Linked DNA regions of Neogale vison: region 1 is linked to region 2. Evidence: chromatin contacts called from public Hi-C data. All regions are on one chromosome and are shown on one strand. The core of a region is the stretch at or near the end of the contact, and the rest is flanking DNA. Distances in the headings are between cores, read along the strand shown. Region 1 holds the start of CDKN1B (cyclin-dependent kinase inhibitor 1B). Region 2 holds the start of DUSP16 (dual specificity protein phosphatase 16).

Region 1 (7,067 bases), core at 160-2,659, 130 kb after region 2:
GGAGATTAGTTTCCAGTAAAATGTACTCTGTCCCAAACCAAGATTGTATGTATGGGGATGCCGTGGGGTGGAGGGAGACAGCAGAAGAGCCTTTGAGCTCGGCCTCGGATAGGACAGCCCCTCCTCCGCCTACCGTTTTAAGTCCCACCACCCTGCGCAGGATCCTTCTGGTAGGTAATTTCTAGCTGCAAAGGGGAGCCGAGAAACGCCCAAGTAATAATATCAGACGTGAGGATATGGTTGTGGTAGGTTTTATGAATCATTTCATAATCTGGACTTTCAGATTACTTTCACCCTTCAACGATTTGTAGCCGTCTGTCTAAAGGCATTCCCTTGCATCTAAATTCTGTTCTGGGAAGGCAGGAGCAGTCAATCTGGTGGGAGAAAAAAGTGGAGGAAGGAAGGGGCTGTTGTATTTGGCGGCGGACTCAGGTAGAGGAAACTGCTACAACCCCAGGAAAGAATCGAAAAATGAAGAGGAGACGGAGTTCCCACACGCAGCCCCTGTCAATGGCTTTAACTGTGCTCGGGAAGCCAGAAGCTGCGTCAGGGGTGTAACCTCGCTTTTGAAACCGAAGTGTATCTGAGACAGCTACCAAGTTCATTAGGGACTTGGGAGACCAGCGGACTTCTTGATCTTGAAACCCTTACTTTTATTGAGGGAGACCTTGGGTTCAGAATACATTAAAAGTGCTGCGTCCACGTTCGCCTCGGCTTCTTCCCCAAACCCCCCGTTTCCCTAGAAGAGCAGAGACTTCTAGGTTCAGAGTGAGCTAACCAGGGCTCACCCCCAGCTGAGGCACCCAGGCGGGGGGGCTCCTAGCCCCTCGGAGCAGGCTACCCTGCCTCCCAGCACTGCCAGAGGTGAGGGCCCACCGGCGAGAGCCCAGCTTGGGGGGCAGAGCTTCCACAGCCTGCGTCCGCCCTCAACGGCCCGCACCCCCCAGGCTCGGCGACCGCGGGGAAAACAGGATCGCCACCAAGGCGTAAACCGACCGCCAACCACCTTGGAGATCACGGGATCCTGCCCCTCCGTCCCCCACCCCCCGGCGAGCAGCGGGCGCGCCAGGCAGCGCCGCGCGGGGACCTGAACCCGAGGCCCCGCCGCCCCCGCCCCTCCTGCCCCTCCTGCCCCTCCCCGGCTTCCCGGCCGTTTGGCGAGTTTGTTTGTCTCGTTTTTAATTTCTCCGAGGCCAGCCGGAGCAGGTTTGCTGGCAGCGGCACACCTCCGGCAGTCACGCGACCAGCCAATCTCCGGGCGGCGCTGTCGGCGGCTGCGCGCGCGGGCGGGCGGGGAGGCGGCGCGGCCGCGCGGGGCCACCTTAAGGCCTCGCTCGCCAGCCTCGGCGGGGCGGCTCCCGGCGCCGCAACCAATGGATCTCCTCCTCTGTTTAAATAGACTTGCGGTGTCAATCATTTTCTTCTTCGTCAGCCTCCCTTCCACCGCCATATTGGGCAACTAAAAAAAGGGGGCTCGTCTTTTCGGGGTGTTTTTCTCCCCCTCCCCTGTCCCCACTGCCTCGCCGCTCCGCGACTCAGACGCCGGCAAGGTTTGGAGAGCCGCTCGGTTGGCGGGACCCGCGGGCTCGCTGCCGCCCGGGCTTGGACGGGCTTTGCCACCCCCTCCTCTCTCCACTCCCCTCCCCTCCCCGCCCTCGAGCTCGCCGGTACACTTGATCGGCGGCGGCTCTCGGCTGCCTGGCCGGGGCTTCCCCTCCCCCTCCAGCAGAGCCAGCGCGCCCCTGACGCTCGGGCAGTTACTTGTCGGTGTTTGTTTCTCTTGGCTCCGAGCGCGGTCGCAGGGCTTATAAGAGGGGTGCGGGCTGGGTCGGGGCGTTTTGTTTTGTTCAGTTTTGTTCTGCGAGCGCGCGCGCGAGGCGGTCGTGAAGACCCGGGAGGAAGATGTCAAACGTGCGGGTGTCTAACGGGAGCCCGAGCCTGGAGCGGATGGACGCCAGACAGGCGGAGTACCCCAAGCCCTCCGCCTGCAGAAACCTCTTCGGCCCGGTCAACCACGAAGAGCTGACCCGGGACTTGGAGAAGCACCGCAGAGACATGGAAGAGGCAAGCCAGCGCAAGTGGAATTTTGATTTCCAGAATCACAAGCCCCTGGAGGGCAAATACGAGTGGCAGGAGGTGGAGAAGGGCAGCTTGCCCGAGTTCTACTACAGACCCCCGCGGCCACCCAAAGGCGCCTGCAAGGTGCCGGCGCAGGAGAGCCAGGACGTCAGCGGGACCCGCCAGGCGGTGCCTTTAATGGGGTCTCAGGCAAACTCAGAGGACACACACTTGGTAGACCAAAAGACTGACACGGCGGACAACCAGGCTGGCTTAGCGGAGCAGTGCACTGGGATCAGGAAGCGACCGGCCACAGACGGTAATGACCCTTCCCCAAACCGAACATGTCCGTCTGTCTGTCCGGCCGGGGCACCAGTTTGACCTGCTTGAGGGTCTTCACCTCCGCTTTTTTTCCCCCAGAGCATTCCGATTTAGCTTTCGGGGAGCGAACTGCCCTAATCTTAGGTTTTTATTAAATGCAGTCCGGCTGACCGCTTGTCTGGTGATGGTTTTTAAGTCAGGAGCCCCGGGGGGTAGTATCTGACCATTTCTCTAACCGAAAACATCGCAGTGCCTTCCCGCTAGCCAGCGGTAGGTCTGTGACTATGCAGGGATGTTTATCAGCGGCCTCCCTCTAGGCAATGGAGAGAGAGCTTTGGGGCGTAGAATACACTTTCTGTTATGTGAAAACAACCTCATTTTGTGCCCTTAAAGGCCACTGGGTATGACGGATCCAGGATTGTGGGTGGAGGTGTGGGATTTTCATCCTCTGACTATTGTGCCAACTTCTGTCAGCCATTGTTTTCCTAATAAAGGTTGTGTGTGTTCTTTTTTAAAACTCCCTCTTGCCCTTAGATTCCTCTCCTCAAAACAAAAGAGCCAACAGAACAGAAGAAAATGTCTCAGACGGTTCCCCTAACGGGGGTTCAGTGGAGCAGACGCCCAAGAAGCCGGGCCTCAGAAGACGTCAAACGTAAACTGTTCGGTGGGTTGATTGCTTGCAGCACGTAACTGACACCCCGAATTGGGTTTTCATACCCTGACATACCCGATCTTAGTGGTTGCTGGCACACTAGAGCTTGTGGGTTTTTGTATTGTTTATATTTTGGGAAGTCAAAAAGTAGGAATGGGGAAGGTTGGGAATCACTGGTGGGGATACTGTAATTTTTGCACAGTTTCTACATCCCGAGATCATTTTTCCTTGAAACACTGAATAACCAGAGCAGGTGTCCTAGCCAATTACTTATGACCAAAGACTGATGAGTAGGAAGGTCCAGTCCCTCTGAATCCCACCAAAACTTGTTGGGAACAATAGGTTCTTTCCCCCATCTGAACAAGAACTGGGATATGCCTCAGTCCCACTTCATGAGAATTCATTTCCCAGAGGTTCAAGTTGACTCAGTAACAGATTTTGAGGTATATGTGGGAAAATGGCAAGTGATTAAATTTTAAAATTTGAGGGAAAAGTTAGGTACAAATGGCTCATATATGGTGAATTCCGTTAACAGTGTTAATAGAGAGGTATATTACATTCTTTTATTATTTTCACAAACTGCTACTTTCTGTTTGCTTACAAATTTGGAGAACAGGAAATGAGCCCTGTGTATTAAAAAAAAAAAAAGGCTGGGGGGGGGGTGCAGCGGCGGGGGGGGGGGCAACATAAAATGGAAAAATGCTAAGGTCCCTACAGAATTTTCTGATAACACTGAAGTTGCAAAGCAGAAGTTAAGTTAACTTTGTTGGATTAAGCAGTCCAGGCACAAGTCAGAATATGTATACTAATAGTCTCATTGTGCTAGAACAGGATGATTGGGATATTTGTAGGGAAAACGGGTAATAGATAACAAGGGCCACAAGGGTAGATCTACCTTAGGCAAGAGAAGTGGAGATTTTTTTCCATCTACTAAAGTCTGATCAATATGAATAGTTAATTTGAATATTTGAGCCCTCAACTTTCCACAGATTGGTTATCCATAATGATCAAAGTGTATATGTTAATAGTTTGAAAACTTCATACCTTCGAGGACCATAACCTCTTCCCCAACCCTAAACACAGTCATAGCTTCGCACATAAAGAGATTTCAGTAGATGTTACTAATTTTTAAAATTCTCATTTATAAAAAGGTAAGAATAAAGAACATAGAGATTAAGGTGAGATTCTAGTTTGTTGTGTTTTTAGCTCATAATATCATATATATGATTTCTTCACACCTATCTGACATTTTTCAGAGCTTATACAAAACATCCCTGTAGAATCTCTATTTTATAGCTATATATGAAGTGGGAAAATTGGATTAAAAAATTTCCTGAAGCAGCCTTCAGCTTGGGACTTGTGGTTTTTGACCTGTAGCCTGGCTCCTCAGATGAGCCACAGTGAATCACACCTACTGAATTTTGATCTGACCCCATTCTGACATACAGAGAGGCATTTGTTAGTAAATACTGCCAGTTCAGAGAATACTAGAAATAGTAATAAGAACTTGTTCAAAAGCATTCATGTGTGTATTTTGCATATGACCAAGAAACTAGAATATTTAGAATTTTTCTTTGGCAAACATTTATAAGTTATAGGCCCAGGTGTTTTTTAAATTTAGAAGATCTGATACTGTTAAGTATTACAGTTTCTTAGTTTTCCTCTCCTTACCGTCTTTGACCCCAATTCTCTAGACCAGGGTTTCTCAACCTCTGCACTGTTGGCATTTTGGGCTGAATAATTCTTTGTTGTGGGACGCTGTCCTGTGCATTAGTAGAATGTTTGGCAGCAACCCTGGCCTTTCCCAACGGATGCCAGTAGCACCCTCCCCACCCCCAGTGTTAACAACCAAAAATGTCTCCAAACATTGCCAAATGTCTCTTGGGGGGCAAAAATGCCCACTAGTGAGACCCACCGCTCTATAAACAAGAATACATGACACAGAGGAGAGTAAAAAGCTAATGAAAGAAACATTGGATGGAGAGGACTATAGTCATGAACTTTTAGTACACACTTTTCTCTTCTGTCACTTCGATATTTCACAATTAAGACAGTGACAAAATGATTCCTGTACTTCATTGGTAATGCTATTCTAGTGCTGTTCTCCTAATTGTTTTTTTTTCTTTTGCAGAATTAAGAGCACGTTTCCTTGTTTATCAGATACATCACTGCTTGATGAAACAAGGAAGATATAAATTAAAATTTTTTAATACATATCGCTGACTCCATGGAATGGACATCCTGTATAAGCACTGAAAAGCAACAACACAATAACACTAAAATTTTTAGGCACTCTTAAATGATCTGCCTCTAAAAGCATTGGATGTAGCATTGTGCAATTAGGTTTTTCCTTATTTGCTTCATTGTACTACCTGTGTATATAGTTTTTACCTTTTATGTAGCACATAAACTTTGGGGGAAGGGAGGGTGGGGTGGGGCTGCGGAATTGGCATGGGGGGTACCTTATGAAGAGCTTGCTTCCATTTAGAGCAAGGAGTAAAATATTTGACTTGCATGGAGAGAAGCAGTTTTGGGAAGGGTTTGAATTGTTTTCTTTAAAGATGTAATGTCTCTTTCAGTGAAAATTGATACTTCATTTAAAAAAAGCATCCGAATTTGAGCACCGGTTGCAAATAATGGCCAATTATTTTTACATGAAGCTTTTTCTCATTTGGGAGCTCTGATGATTCCATATATACTGGCAAATGGCTTTTTTTTTTTTAACAACAGCAAAAAAAAAAAACCCAAAACCTATTCTCAGTCATCCCTGCCCCCTCCCCAGTTCCTCTTAAAATTGGAATTTACCAGTTAATTATTCAGCAGTTAGGTAATCATTCCAGGTAATTCTGGGCAAAAATCTGGAGTATATGGGGGAGTTCTGAATGCTCAGAATTGACCATCTAATTTTTATCAGGTTTGTTGAGAAATTTTCTTAATTTTTTTGGACTTTGGGCTATGTAGACATGGTCAAAATAATTCCAAATCCTTGGATATTTTTTAAAGATCTGCAACTTCACATAAGAAAAATAATGAAATAATTTTTAATTTAAAGCTTCTCATTCTATTTGTTAATCTGTCCAAAGGAAATGGTATTTTTAAAGAAAAGTGTGTAGAGAGAAAAGCACACGTGGAATTATTGAAATGGATACTACATCTTTAAACAGTATTTTTACATTGCCTGTATATGTGTATGAAACAAACAATTTGAAGTGTACCTGTGTACATAACTCTGTAAAGACACTGAAAAATTATACTAACTTATTTATGTTAAAAAGAGATTTTTTTTTTAATCTAGACCATATACAAGCCAAAGTGGCATGTTTTGTGCATTTGTAAATGCTGTATTGAGTAGAATAGGTTTTTTCCCTTCTTATGTTAAATAATATGGCTATGCTTAAAAGGTTGCATACTGAGCCAAGTATAATTTTTTGTAATGTGTGAAAAAGATGCCAATTATTGTTAAACATGAAGCAATCAATAAATAAACCTTCCATAGCTATTCATTGAGTTTAACTGTAATGTGCTTTATTAAGCTTGAGGTATTTGACCTGGCATTCTAGTCTTACACAAATATAATGTGAAGTGGCAAATATCTTGATAATTTAGGCCCATGTCTGCGATGATGTTTATGTGGCTCTGAATGTGGTAGTCACTATTTTCCACTACGTTCTGTATGAGTGAGCAAAGCTTTAGACATGTGAAGTGGAAAAGCCACATTTTCATATAAGTAAGATTGTCAAATCTCTCATTAGTTCAAATATTTAGGTCTTAGAGGTTATGTGTCAGAATCAAAAATTTTTACGTTAAGTGTAGGCTGGCTGATCACACATTTGCAGGACTGAAAATGAAAGTAACATGGTGACTTCTCTAAATTGTGTATTTACACATGGAAGTGTTGTGAGAAATGAGAGCAGTTGCTTAGACCATGTAGTGTACACCTCTTGTCCAAAGTATTAAGATACATATAGGTCTTTTAGAAATCGGCATGCATTCCACACTAATTTAAAACAGTTATTCTTCAAATTAAACTGGTCAT
Region 2 (6,370 bases), core at 731-3,230:
ACAACCTTTGAGGAAAGAGTTGCCATCTATGTGCATTCTCAATGAGCCCCACAAAAAGAGTGGCCTAAAGAGGCAGCCTAAGTTCCCCAGTTTGGTCTTTCATGGAAGGGACATTTCTCAAACACAAACATACACACACACACACTCACTCACTCACACACCCCGGAAGAAAGAAAAGAAACATACCTGGTCATTTTCTAAACAGGTTTGATAGGTTTGGTTGACTTCTAAGAGCGGAGTATTTACTTATAATCTTTTAAAGCAGAAGTGGCAGCCAGAGCAGTGGGTAAATAAAAACTTCAGAGAGTTTTAAAAACCCTGCATCTTAACTCACTTCCCCTTGCTTCAAGGGGACAGCACAGCAAACCGCACGGGCAAATGAGATTATGCAACAGGTTTTTCTCCTCTACTTAATTCACCACGGGCTGGTTAGAGGTGTGCTTTCTCCAAACAGTTGGAAACACCAGGACCCTAGAATCTTTGCAGCGGGCGTTTAACAAACTCCTTTAGGATTTTGCAGTATCCATTCATTTTCAGATCTACTCGTATTTTCTCGAGTTCATCACCGGAGTTTTGTTTGTTTGGGGAAATTAACCCATTATCTGAAAGCTTCAATTCTGCATAAATATTTTCCTCCCTGGTGTTTTATTACACGAAACCACACATGATAAACAGATCCTCAGCTGCCCCCTTGGGCTTTTTTATTTCTCACGTTTTACCGCTAGTGTAAATAAATAAGTCACAGGAGCGCTGGGCCCCCCAACACCGTGACTCGGGCCCCAGCAGGAAAACTGAGTTTTTGGTTGGTCGCTAGGGTTTAAGAACGCAGCACCGTCACCACCCAGGTGGCCTCGCTGCTTACACCAAAGGCGAATTTGGGATAATGGGAACAGTCAGGCCGGGGCCCCACTTGGCAGGCGTGTTGTGTAACAGTCGCCCCTGGAAGTGAGCAGCTTCGCCCGCGAAGGTACCGCGTCCCACGGCGGCGGCTCCTTGCAGCGGGATCCGCCGGCCCAGCCCGCTCTCCGCGGCGCGGCCGGGGGCGCACCGACCGAGACCCCGCGTCCGGCCGCCCGCCCCCTTCCCGCTCGGCCCGGCCCCCTACAAGGCCTACACTCCCCCCCCCCAAAAAAACGCCCGTGCGGCCCCGAGCCGCGGTCGCCCCCACCCCGCCTCCCGGAAAGGTGGCCCGGACGCCCGGGAAGGCAGAGCCGGCGGGGCGAGAGCGCAGTGCCGGGCAGCGGGAGTCCAAGCGCGCGGCGGAGCGTCCATGCTGCCGGCGCGGGCGGGCGTCCCGAGCCCCGCACCCTCTCGTCCGCACGGTCCGCGCGGCCGGCCGGAGGCCACTTACTTTTGGGGCCGCCGACCTCCCGACTCCCTCCGGGGGAAATGAAAGTTGTCACGGCGTCTCCCCTCGGGCCCCCCTCGCCTGCCCGGCTTGCGAGGCGCCGCCGCGGAGCCGGGAGGGCGGCTGCGCTCCCGCTCGCGTCCGTCCCGTCGCGCTCTCCTCCTCCTCTTCTTTTCACTATATTATCTTCTCCTTCTCTGAGGTGGGTGGGGGCGGGAAGCTTAGAAAGAGAGGAGACGTTTGCAACTTTTCTTCACTCTTTCTCTTCCACCCCCCCCCCACCGTCAGCCTTGAAAAAACAATGTTGAAAGGGGTGAAGAACTTGGGGAGGTGAAGGTGGGGGGCCGCGTGGGGAAAGCGGAGGGGGGGAGGGAGAAGTGATAATAATCGTTTAAAAACTGATTAAAGCCCCCCAAACAGTGATACACAGACAAGAGGGGGAAAGGCGGGGGGGTGGGGTGGGGGGTTGGGGGGAAAGAGAAAGAGTCGCTGGTCAGGAAACTTCAAGCGCGGATGAGGTCATTGGTTTAAAAATAAAGAGATGGCGTCACTTGAAACCAATCCCAGTGAATGAACTCAGCGGAGCCCCGGGGAAAGGAGGAGACAGGCGAGGGCAGGGCGGTGGGCGCCGGGCGGGGCCGCGCGCCCGCCCGCCCATCCCGCGGCCGCCCGGGTCCGCAGCGCGGCTCGGCGCCTTGGCTTCGGCCGCGCGGGGAGGGGTCGGGTCACGTTCCGTTCCGGAGTTCGGCGACTCGCAGGCAGGTTCCGCAGGCGCCGCTGGGAGGAGCCGGGGCTGCCCGAGGAGGCGGCCCCGCGGCCTCCTCCTTCTGCGCCCGCGCGCACACCAGCCTCGACCCCCGGCCCGAGTCTGCGTCCCAACAGGTATTTCAGGGTGCGCCCCCACCCCGGCCCACCCCGGACCGAGACGCGGAGCCTTTTCCCCCTGGCTGCGCTCTTTCCAGCTGCCTCACCCGCGTGAATAAATGCAAACAATGATTTGAGAGAATTGCATGCACTCCCTGTAAAGTCCGATGAATCCCAAAGGGAGGTCACTGCCGTCCTTGTGAAAGGGACGTTGCAGGTACTTCAAGAAAAATCACTAGTGTTGTTAGGCACTCAGTGATCTACACGTGTTTGACGTTGAAAGACCCCACACGACTGTTCCTAACTTTCATTATTTTACTTTGTCGATGTTTACTTATTTACGTTCACAAATTCAATGAGTACGAGCGGCATGAAATTCCCTTCTAAAATGATTTCTACACCGGGCAGCACAGAATCGTTTTTAAATCAGACCAGAGATTCTCTGCCTCTTGAGAGGTGCAAACCCCTATTGCTTGAGTCCTACGCGTTCGTGCATTTTCTGTGTGGATTAATCAAAATAGCTGTTTTGCAGATTGTATTACACTCTTTGGAAAATGAGAGACCTGAGGTGGTGACAAACCAGGACTTGGAATCCGTGAATAGGACAATCGGAGCTTTATTCTAGTGTTCTTTGAGCATTTGAGCATGAAGCTGCTTCTACTGAGAAGTACTCACGTGAATATCACATAACAAAGATGTGATTAACGACGGAAAAGCACACTGCGAGTGGACTGCTTCATGGGCCAGAATTTATGTGTAGGAATAATCTAACTCCTAAAATACTCCATTTGCAATGCCCTGGTTGGGACATCAGTCCCGAAAGGCATCTTTGTTGTGAATGTCCATTTGGACACTGCCTGGGGGACTTTTTTTTTTTTTTTTTAACTGGCCAAAGAACTGAGAGTCAGGTTTGGGGTAGGTTAGAAAGATAAAACATCTCTCTATTCCTTTTCTGCCTTTAAATCCTGCAAATATAGTGCATTGGTTCCTACTGATAATCACTTAAGGTTAGTATTGAGGTAAGCCTCATCTTTCAGAGGAGGAAAAAGAGCCCATCTGGAGATGAGAGACTGATGAGCCCAAGTGGGGCAGTAAATTAAGCCTGAAGGCCACAGATGCAGAGTCCACCTTCTGCTTCTGCCTTTGACCTCTAAGACTTGGGCTGGGAGGAAGCAATCTCTCCCAGGGCTCCCCGTCCTCTGGTGGCCAGGAGACGTTACTGCAGCCTTATTGGGACTACCTGTGCTCCTCAAGTAAATCTCCAAAAATCTACTAATCATAGACATGCTGTTTTTAGAACATTTTGAAAGGGATAGTTCAAAATGATCTGCAACTCATGTCTGCTTAGTTGGAGGAGTTGGAATGTGGGGGAAGGAAGGAAAAGAGAGAATCCTTGTCCTACAGGTGAAGAGTACAGATCTTGCCTGGATGAAAGACTGCGCAAGAATGTATGGAATACCCTTTACGTACTGCACATCCTGAAACTTCTCTCACCTTCTTTATGTGTTTTTCATGCATGTGGTACCATGATAGCTAGTAATGGGAGCCTCCCCAGTATATAGCATCCAGTAAGGGAAGTGGGATGTAGATTAAAACTAATTAAAAACTAAATTAGTAATTGAGGGGCACACAGTATTGATTAAAAGAGTCCAGCAGGAAAAAAGGAGCAGTGTAGGCTGGGATTGTCAGGGAAGGCATCTTCAGAGGAACTTTGACCTCATCCTTTAAGGATTATTAAGATTAGTTTGGGTTAAAAGGGCTCAATGGGAGGTCTATTCTAGAGGGGAAATGGCATGAACAAAGACACGGAGGTAGAATGAATGAGGTGTATTCAGGTGAGTGAGGAGAAGACCCTTCAACAGCAGTAGAGATTGGTGTGTAGCAATTAAGAACTAGGCTAAAATTAAGAGATTCAGAGGCACATTATAAGGTTCTTGAATGTTAGGATAAATAGCTGGTTATTAGTCCAACAGGCTAATGTTGAACAAGTTTACTTCGTTAAAGAGCACATTTCTGTTCTACTACAAAAGCTTCCATATATGCTAACAACAAACAGGTGGAAACAAATTAAAAACTAAGTGTCACTTAAAATTGCTCCAAAGAAGATGAAATCTCTGGGTATAACTCTAACAAACCATGACTGGGATCTGTATGCTGAAAAATATAAAATGCTGGTGAAGTTAAAGAAGGCCTAATTAATTGGAGCCACTCACTATATTCATGGACTGGAAGAACCCGTAAAATAAGTATTGTTCTTCCCACATTGATCTATAGATGTACTTTTTTATTTAAATTCAATTAGCCAACATATAGAACATCATTAGTTTCAGATGTAGAGGTCAGTGATTCATCAGTTGCATGTAACACTCAGTGCTCATCACATCATGGGTCCTCCCTAATGCCCATCACACAGTTACCCCATCCCCCTACCCACCTCCACTCCAGCAGCCCTCAATAACTTTCCCATAGTTAAGAATCTCATCATTTGTCTCCCTCTCTGATTAATTCCCATCGTGTTTTTTCCCTCCCTCTCCAATTGATCTACAGATTTAGAACACAGTTCCTATCAAAATCCTAGCATGGTTTTTTACAGGCAGAGACCATATGAACCTAAAATTGCTTCTGGCCCATTTAAAGGGGTGAGTGAGTGCTAGATTCCCCAAAGGCAGATAAAGAGCTCATATACTTAGGACACCAGCAAAGCAGGGGCTCCGTGGCTTATAATCAGACAATGTAGAAAGGAGCCATTTTCATTTCAGTACATGTTAAGTGTGCAGTTCAGTCTTGTTTTCAGTCAGAGTTCAATATGGGAGAGGAGTGCCTTAATCTTTCACACTTAGACCCTGATAAGTTTTTAATCCACCCGTGGCTGAAGCTCATTCATTCAGCTATTAGTTATTGAGTGCCTACTATCAGCATGTGCCAGGCACTGTGCCTGGCTCTAGGAGTTCAGTTATAAACAAGAAAAGCAAGGACCCTTCCCTCATGGAACATTCTAGTGGGGAGAGAAGGCAATAAGCAAATAAAAACAAAATCCAGGACTGTGAGAAAACTGACTATGTGGGAAGAAAGTTGGACAATGTGATACCAAATCATCGAGGGTAGGGGCCAAGGTGGCTGAGGGAGGCATTCATAAGGAAAGGACATTTGAACTCATCCTTAAGGATGGCAAACAGAGAAGTGGTCTGGGTAGAAGAAAGCAGTCATTCTGAAACTTCAGTAGAAGCGGAGTGACTTGAAGGGAGTTGGTGTGTTTCCAGAGCAGAAGAAAGGCCTGTGGGGCTCAAAAGTGTAAAAGGAGGTCAGGGAAGAGCCAGACGTTGTAGGACCTTGAAATGCATGGCAAGCAGTTCGCATTCTAGCCTAAAAGATGTAAGCCAGTTAGTACATGAGTGGATTTATGAAGAGGGTATTTGCAAGTAATCAAAATAGTTCAGTTTTAAAAGGAGAGTTTCAATAGTATTCTATAAATATTTATTTAATCTGGCAGCTCCCTTTTCCAATAGGAAGGAAGCATTTTTGATCATTTAATTCATCTCCAGGGATCCCTTTAATGTCCCCCAAATCAAATGTTCTTGCCCTAGGATTCATGTATTCCTAGGAAGTATATGGATGGACTTCCAAGGATCTAGGAGGCCCCCAAAATTTTGTGCATAAATCCTTAAGTGGGTTTTTCTGTGAATAGGTCCCTAGCTTTCAACAGATTTTCAAAGGACTGCCACACACACACACACACACACACACACACACACCAAATAAGACCTACTTCACATTTAAGTCTTGGCTGTGGCTTTTGGATGGTAGTGGCTGCTATTGTTCCTGGGGCTCATGGCACTATAGAAATGAATCACAGTTCTGTTAAGCAGCAAGTTTTGCCTCAAAAAGATGGCACTATATTGGAAAAGAGCACTATTTGTGGTAGAGTCAAAGGGAATATTCCAAGAATTTGCCTTCAAAGAAACCTCATGAAAGAAATATTTTATCTATGTGATCTGAGAACTAGAAGATACCTAAGATAGTACCATCCCACTCATGTTACATATAAGAAAGCAAAGGTCCAGAGAGGTGAAGTGGCTTGCCCAAGGATGCCCAGCTATTCAGGGACTAAACTGGGATTAGTAACAGGTCTTCCAACCCTCAGGACAAAACTCTGTGCTC

What was found. Hi-C and Micro-C count contacts between places; a contact is called where the count stands out from the background.
Region 1: a Hi-C map of muscle shows a contact between it and region 2, with 5 times the contacts expected there. The contact joins the promoter of CDKN1B here to the promoter of DUSP16 in region 2. A contact is called at or near these places in 2 of 3 Hi-C or Micro-C datasets (fibroblasts and muscle).

The regions. Positions count from the first base shown.
Region 1 is chr12:56,294,881-56,301,947 of ASM_NN_V1, forward strand. CDKN1B (cyclin-dependent kinase inhibitor 1B) reads left to right here and starts at 1,410. Exons shown (of 3, transcript XM_044227568.1): 1 at 1,410-2,377; 2 at 2,914-3,043; 3 at 5,163-6,538. The coding sequence starts at 1,903. The coding sequence ends at 3,035.
Region 2 is chr12:56,164,652-56,171,021 of ASM_NN_V1, forward strand. DUSP16 (dual specificity protein phosphatase 16) reads right to left here and starts at 1,981. Exons shown (of 8, transcript XM_044228637.1): 1 at 1,352-1,981.